Linked DNA regions of Mus musculus: region 1 is linked to region 2. A link is a contact called in public Hi-C data. All regions are on one chromosome and are shown on one strand. The core of a region is the stretch at or near the end of the contact, and the rest is flanking DNA. Distances in the headings are between cores, read along the strand shown.

Evidence for each region. A called contact is a pair of places that touch in the nucleus more often than the background predicts.
Region 1: a contact with region 2 is called in a Hi-C map of cerebellum, with 4 times the contacts expected there. The contact joins two enhancer-like sites. A contact is called at or near these places in 2 of 484 Hi-C or Micro-C datasets (both in cerebellum).

The regions. Positions count from the first base shown.
Region 1 is chr12:90,564,679-90,568,048 of GRCm38.p6, reverse strand. No RefSeq gene overlaps it. Among named protein-coding and RNA genes, the nearest start is that of Gm40538, 160 kb to the right of the region's middle. Within about 2 kb of position 1,503, at least 5 of the 459 cell types and tissues checked have an H3K27ac peak or open chromatin away from gene starts, as enhancers often do. A contact at or near this core is called in cerebellum, where this site is marked.
Region 2 is chr12:89,701,464-89,705,335 of GRCm38.p6, reverse strand. All of the region lies in intron 14 of Nrxn3 (neurexin III), which reads right to left. Among named protein-coding and RNA genes, the nearest start is that of Gm40538, 710 kb to the left of the region's middle. Within about 2 kb of position 2,210, at least 2 of the 459 cell types and tissues checked have an H3K27ac peak or open chromatin away from gene starts, as enhancers often do. A contact at or near this core is called in cerebellum, where this site is marked.

The DNA of each region.
Region 1 (3,370 bases), core at 254-2,753, 860 kb before region 2:
TGTGCTCCAACCGCATGCACATTGAACATCCAATTACAGCGAAACATGAAAGTCACATGACTCGGTTAATCATTTGAACCCCTCCAATGCAAACTTCTTGGCAGAGGGACCATTGTGTTTTCTATACTCTTCAAGTAGCAACAGCAAGAAATCTGAACATTTCAGAAAACTATGTAAATCAAGTAAAGGATTCTCCATCACAGCTTGGGTGTGGTCCATATCACTAGGTGTTCACACAGGGTATTCATGATGTAACATTAAAAATGACTGTGAAAAAAATCAAGTTAGGCCTCAAACAATACTGGATAAAAAGAGTTAAAACCACATATGATATATATCTCCAAGATATTCCCGAAAACAATTCTGACCATAAACACAGTCTGCCTTGTGTGTTACCTTTAAAGGGAAATGTGAAACATGTTCTCTTTGTATTCGTTCTGACAGCTTTTCTCTTTGGTAAGCTACACTAGCCTCTTGAGGTGCTGCATTCTATTATACCTGGAACATAACACATGTATAATGAATATTTAACAAAATTAAAATTGAAATTGGATAAATGGAAATAAAACGGCAAGATGAATAAGGCAAGGAGAAGTCAGCAGGGATCTTGGAATGTGGTGGGCTCTTTGAGCAGCGACAGTCAATCTTTATTAAACACTTTCCACATGTTGTTACATTTAATCCTAGGTCCTGTCTGATGAGAACAGTTAGGACTTGCATCTTGCAAAAAAAGAGAAGAAACCAAGGTTGAGGGTAAATTTGAGTCATTTGCCTGAGGTTACCCCTGAGGCAAGAGACAGAGACAGCACTAACTGTCACCTTAAATTGCATCTAGATTGAAGGAGACTCTCCTACATCAGTTTCCAAAAGCTCTCTCTGCACCTTCATCTCCCTGCACAGTAGACAGGAGAGTTCTTCCTGTACAATGACATGACAATCAGCAATAGTTATTTTCTGTGTTCATTAAAGTAAATTAAGGAATGAAGACACTGGCCTATTGAAGCTTAACAATCAGTCCGGATGGGACACAATTACTCTCTTCACAAATGTAAGAAAAATAAATCAGTTTCCATAGGAATAAGCCACGTCCAAAGGCATGGATAGGACCCTGCTTAGGTTTGCCTGGCTTTGCCTGGCTCCCTTTGTTCTCAATAGAAAAAGCTTGGGAAGAATCCGTGAAGATCTTGCTCTATTTCCCCATGAAATCAAGTGGTTCTTTTCTTAAACACAACCTTCTCCCCACTTCCATTTTTTTTTTTTTCATAATTGACACACGTCAATGCTTAAAAGCAGGGAGACCTCAACAATGAATGTTTTTGACAATGACATTTCTAGTGGAATTGGCATGGTATTCAGCTTCCCATGACATCAGAACAGGTACAGAGAGTATTCCTTGCGAAGGGAACTAGGAGTGTCTTGCCCAGAGAAAGACATGAGAAGACTAAGAGAACCTGAACCTTTTGAAAATAACTTGTTAGACAGAGGGTTTTTTGCCCAGGAAATCGTTGGCCTGGGCTGCTCTCTAGTGGTAGGCAGTGTTCACTGTCAGAATTTCTTGTACAAAGGCTCCAAGCTGAGAGGCAAGAAGAAAAAAAAAATTCAAGCTTTTCTTGGACACCAGCAGATGAGCTACAAATGAATGTGTGTGTGTGTGTGTGTGTGTGTGTGTGTGTGTGTGTGTGTGTGTGTGCGCGCGCGCATGCACATGCATAGACACACATACACATACACACACAAACATGTAAATACATTGGCACATACCTGAGGCAAAGCACAGGGTGACAACTTTTAGGAAGAAATGAGAACAGAGGAAGAAGGATAGTGTCTTTTGTAGGATCTAGAGAAAAGTTGGAGGGGGTAAAAAGACTCTTTGTGAAGCCTCAGATATGAATCTGCTATGTGTTCATATTCCATAGGCATTGAGAGTAACCACAGGGAAGATGAATCTTCCTCATTGATGACTACTTGAAAACCAGTTTAAAAGCCCAGTGTGTGTGTGTGTGTGTGTGTGTGTGTGTGCATACCAGTTTATGTGTATTTTGGGGTACATGATCCATGTGCATGTGGTCAGGAGTAACTTTCAGGAGTTGGTTATTTCCTTCTACCATGTGGGTCCTTGGGAAGGGACTCAGGTCATCAAACTCAGTAACCAGTGCCTTTACCTGCTGAGCCACCTAACCAGCCCCCATCTACTTTTAGGTAACAGTCATTTTTATATCATAGGTATGTTGAATAAAGAGCTTCTCATGTTGCTTGTACATCCCTATAGGTAATGCAGAAGAAGAGAGAAGATGTCCATCTTGTGCTGACACTGTCTCTCTTTCTGTGAGGCCATCACTTCTCTGTCTTGGTCCTGATTTTTTCCTAGACTATGTGCATAATTTAACTTAAATTTTGAATTACATACACATTTCAATCAAAGATAAAACTAAAACGAGTTTAGGATTTTTCACTGTGTGGGCACCCTAGTTTATACCTTTTTGTGTGCACATAATAATTTTCTGTGAAAAATTATGTGGCATATTTGCTGTTCTGGGTCTTAGTTAATGTGTCTATAAAATTTTGACATCAATGTATGGAGTTTGCAAGACTGATTGATAATCTTTCTTTTTACTTCTGCTATACCCTGAGCCTTTTGATTCACCAGAGATTCATGAGAAAAAAAAAAAAAAAGAACAAATGTCCTGGGTTATGTTAGATAGCAGCTGAAGCTTGGACAGCTAAACAGCAATTCATACACAGAGAGAAGCTCAAAATAGAAGGACACCGGGCAAGTGGCATATTGGTGGCCAGCAGGTAGCTCCTCTCAGAAGGAGGCAGTAAGATCATCATCCTCTGCAGAGTAAAGTTCAGAGACTTGATGAGCCAGCGTAGGAGATACCCAGGGGCCTTCCACCCTCTCAGAATACAGGGGGAGGGGGAAGAATTATTGGATGGGGTGACCAGGAGGAGGAGCAGTGAGAAGTATGCAAAATGAAAAAAAATAAAACGAGAGAGGGGAAAGCCTCTTTATGCTCCATCTTCCAGATTTTCTTTTCTTAATAGCGTTCTCACGCCCGGCCAGGAAGAACACAACAGACCAGAATCTTCTGCGGCAAAACTTTATTGCTTACATCTTCAGGAGCTAGGAGCGCAAAACCCCCAGCCCCAAAAGCGAAAGCCCCTTCTATTTACATCTTTAGGAGCCAGAGCTCCGGCGCGCCAAAGCGCAGAGCGCGCTCTATTGTTTACATCTTTTGGCAGCGAGAGAGCGCAGGGGCGCAGAGCCAGAGAGATGCCAGCGAGAGAGAGAATGGCGGAAACCCCGTCCCCTTTAAGGAGGAGTTATCCTTCGCTTAGGATGCATCACTCCCTGATTGGCTGCAGCCCA
Region 2 (3,872 bases), core at 961-3,460:
ATAAAAATAGTATAGTTGTTGTTTTGATAAGAAAGAAAGAAAAGTTGTAATTGCTAAAAAGGCAAAGATGTGAAATGCCAGTTTGTTTGTTTTTTGTTTTTGTTTTTTGTTTTTTTTTTTTTGATGAGTTCTATGATCTTTGTAGAAAACCCAGGAAAAGCCCAGACAATCTAAACTAAGCCATGCCATTCAGATTTCATCTGTGAGGCTGCTGTTGTTTTTTTCCCTAAATCAGTATTTTTGAGCTCCATAGTTGCATTGGTTTTTAAATTTTCCCGTGTCTTGATTTTTAGCATGCTTGAGATAAACTGAAAGACACATTGGGAAGCCTGGAGATGGGAAACTCCAATGAATAGTTCATTATAGCACCCTGGAGAATGTCAAGCTGGCCAAAGGAAAATGACCAGAGATTTTCAAGTCTAAGTGTTTCCAGAAATTCTCACAACTCCCAAATCAGTGATTAGCTGATCCAGCATTGGTTTCTTCACATTGACATTTCAACAAAAGTGACTGGTAACCAGGAAGGACAGACAGATCAGGAATCTCGGTGACATTATTCTAAGCATTAGCACAGTGGCTCAACCAGGTCTGCATACAAGTGACATGAATGTTTCCTGGCTGTATGGAAATTCTTTCTCTTGTTTAAGTAACAGCGAATGATCGTTCATTTAATTTTAAGTCTTCTGTTTGATAAAGACTCTTTCTTAAATGCATGCATGTATATTTGCATTAATAAAACTGTTATATGGAAGTGTTTGAAACCCTAACTTGTACTAAAAAATCATGTTTTACAAGAAGTGAGGAAAAATTTGAAACCGGTTATGGTTAGATAGCTTTAGCAACACACAGTAAAATCCAGGTGATATAAGCCAGTTGTTAAGCAATGTGTGAGTCAGATGATTTTAAAAAGGTTACTTTGTCTGGCAAATTGGAAATATGCCTTGGGAAAGTAGTCTCTACCTCACTGGCCATCTTCCCCAAATCAGTGCAGAATTCTTGTCACATGGGTCTAAATGTGTGAACTCTTGTATTTTATGAGTAAGATAACAGAAGTGGTGAGAAATGACTTTGTCATGGTCCAAAGCAAACTGCAACCCCACAGGGGCATTTCAGTGTCTTTCATATCTACCTGACTTATGAAACCATCTTGTACTCTGTGTGTGCAGTTTCCTACGTATTCACTACAACACAAAATATTGTTTCTGAATCCATATTTGAATGTGTGTGTGTGTGTATGTGTGTGTGTGTGTGTGTGTGTGTGTGTGTGTTATAGTCTGTTACAGACAGGTAAAAACTCCTCTAAGTTATTCCAAGACAAATTTCTTCAAAGAAGTACATTTTGCTTCTACTTGGCGATGAAATGAAACAAATCAAACAAACAAATGTGCAAACCAAAAAAAGCAAAAAAAAAATTATTTTGAATCTCTAACAGCAGCTTTGTAGCCATGACCTGATAATTCTCCAATGTATACACATATTCAGAGATGACATCATATCCCACATATACACAAAATTATTTACCAACTAAAAATAAGATAAATCTAAAAGGAATATGGATCTCTTCAGAGAAGGGAATTTTAATAATGCAAATTATAAGATAATGAGATGCAAGGTGGTTACCGCTGAGTGATACACACTTAATAGCCTGGCCCCTGCAATTGAGGATAAATCAAATTCTGACACCAATCAATCAATCACATCTCTCTGATAAAATATTTCAAGAAATACATACCTTTTGTCAATGTCAAAGACTTAAAATGGTTCTAGAGCCCGATCACATTTTAAACAAATGCCATTAAGAAGGATATATATATAAAGGTGGCAATTTCTAGAAATCTCTTTCCAGTTAATTTTGGATTTCCATGAAGGATGGCTTGAGTTACCTCTTGTTGTATGGAAATCTTGGACTTCTATGATTTACTGGTTCGTGTAAAGACTGCAATTCAGCTTCTGCTTCCATTTCAGTGATAAGTGGTTTCAAATTATTTTGATTTTTGTGTAACTGATTTAGTTTGCCTTATTAGAGTTTTCCTGCTTCTAGTTAATGAGGCTGTAATTTCCTTTAATTTTTTTTTTTTTTGCTCTAATTGGGTTAGCAGTGTCTACAGAAATATAGCAGCCCTTATTTTTAGCTCCTGTGGTAGATCTCCTGCAGAGAAGTGGCATCTCCTCCATAGCCAGGTCAGATGGCGACTTCACATGGAGGATGGGGAGGTGAACACAAGCTGGCAGTGGAAAGTGGTGACTTTGGTTTGAATGTGAGGAATGAGTGGCAGGGGGTAGCAGTCACATTTCCTGTAAGCCTGCTCCTCACAGTCTTCCATCACCACATTCCCCATACCTACAAGGCACATTTTTCTATACTACAAATTGGAGTGTACAAAGGAAGGAGAGGGGGGAAAGAGAGAGTTACTTGTAAGTATCATAATCGAAAACTCCGAATTTTTATTATCTAGCTATTTTCAAAAGTTGAACCTGACCCAGCCTAATGTAGAAAGCAGTTCTCATTGTACAGCAATATAGGCTCAGTAAGAAAGCTTGTAAATTAATCCAGGAGAGACACTTGAGAATCCATACTCATGGTTAACCACACATGAGAACAAGAGATACAAAGTAGATCTGCTTGCCGGTGTTCTCTGTGAGAACTCTTTGGCTAATCATCAAAGAAGTAGAAAAGGGGGATGCATTTGTGGTGATTTGAGTGAGGAACATCCCCAATAAGCCTGTGTATTTGAGTAATTGTTACCTAGTGGATGGCACTGTTTAGGGAGCTGACACACCTCCCAGGTGTTACGGGATGCACATCACTCAAAGAAGGCTTTGAGAGTTTATAGCTTTGCCCCAGTTCTAGTTGGTACTCTCTGCTTTCTGCCTGTGGTTGAAATTATGATCTTGCTGCCGTAGCTGTCCATTGCCATGCTTCCTCTGCATTATGGACTCTCCCTCTGGAAACATAAGCAAAATAGATGCTTATGCAGGTCAACTTAGGTCAAGGTGCTTTTTCACAATAACAGAAAAATAATATAGTATTATTTTAGGGCACTTGAGTCTCTCTGGGGAGATGTCAGATATGGTTATTATGTTCCAATTTACTGTCCAGTCCAAAGTAAATCATATTGTGAACCAAGATGATGCCAGGAAATGATTTTCTTATAAAGTTCTTGGTCTGATCCATAATACCCCTCTCTCTCTCCCTCTCTCTCTCTCTCTCAAACTATCTGCCTGTCTATCTGTGCATATGCATTTTAGAATGAATTAAAAAACTCCAAACTGAAAGCAATTCTAGTCCTCCCAAAATAGTAACTGTTATGTTTTCCAAGTGGATAAAATGAGATTTAAAGGAGGAAAACAGAAACAAAAATATCAGCTTTGGCTTTAGCTATAGGAGAAGAAAGACTCTGCAATGATGGGAATTCTTTAAGGCAGACTGTGGAGGGAAGAGACTGAGAAGGATGTTAAGATGGCAGGCAGGCTAGAGTCTATGTGGAAAGGGACAGAGAATGTGTACTGAGCTGGTCTCTAGATGACAGCAAGAAAACTTGTTCTAACACAAATCTAAAGAAAGTTCTAAGCTTAGGCAGTCCCTAACTTCCGCTGGATCCGAGGAAAAAGAAAATAGTTTCTGAGTTTGCTGATGAGTTATGCTCAAGTCAGACAGGGTGTGAAAAGGATACAATCCCTTAGGGCAGTGGTAGTGCCCACATTTGATCCCAGCACTTAGAGGCAGAGGCAGGCAGATCTCTGAATTCAAGGCCAGCCTGGTGACCATAGTTCTAGGATAGCCAGGGCTACACAGAAAAACCCTGCTTGAAAAACTTACAAACAAACAAACAAACAAACAAAAGTCAAAAGAAATGAGGAAGAAAAAAAAG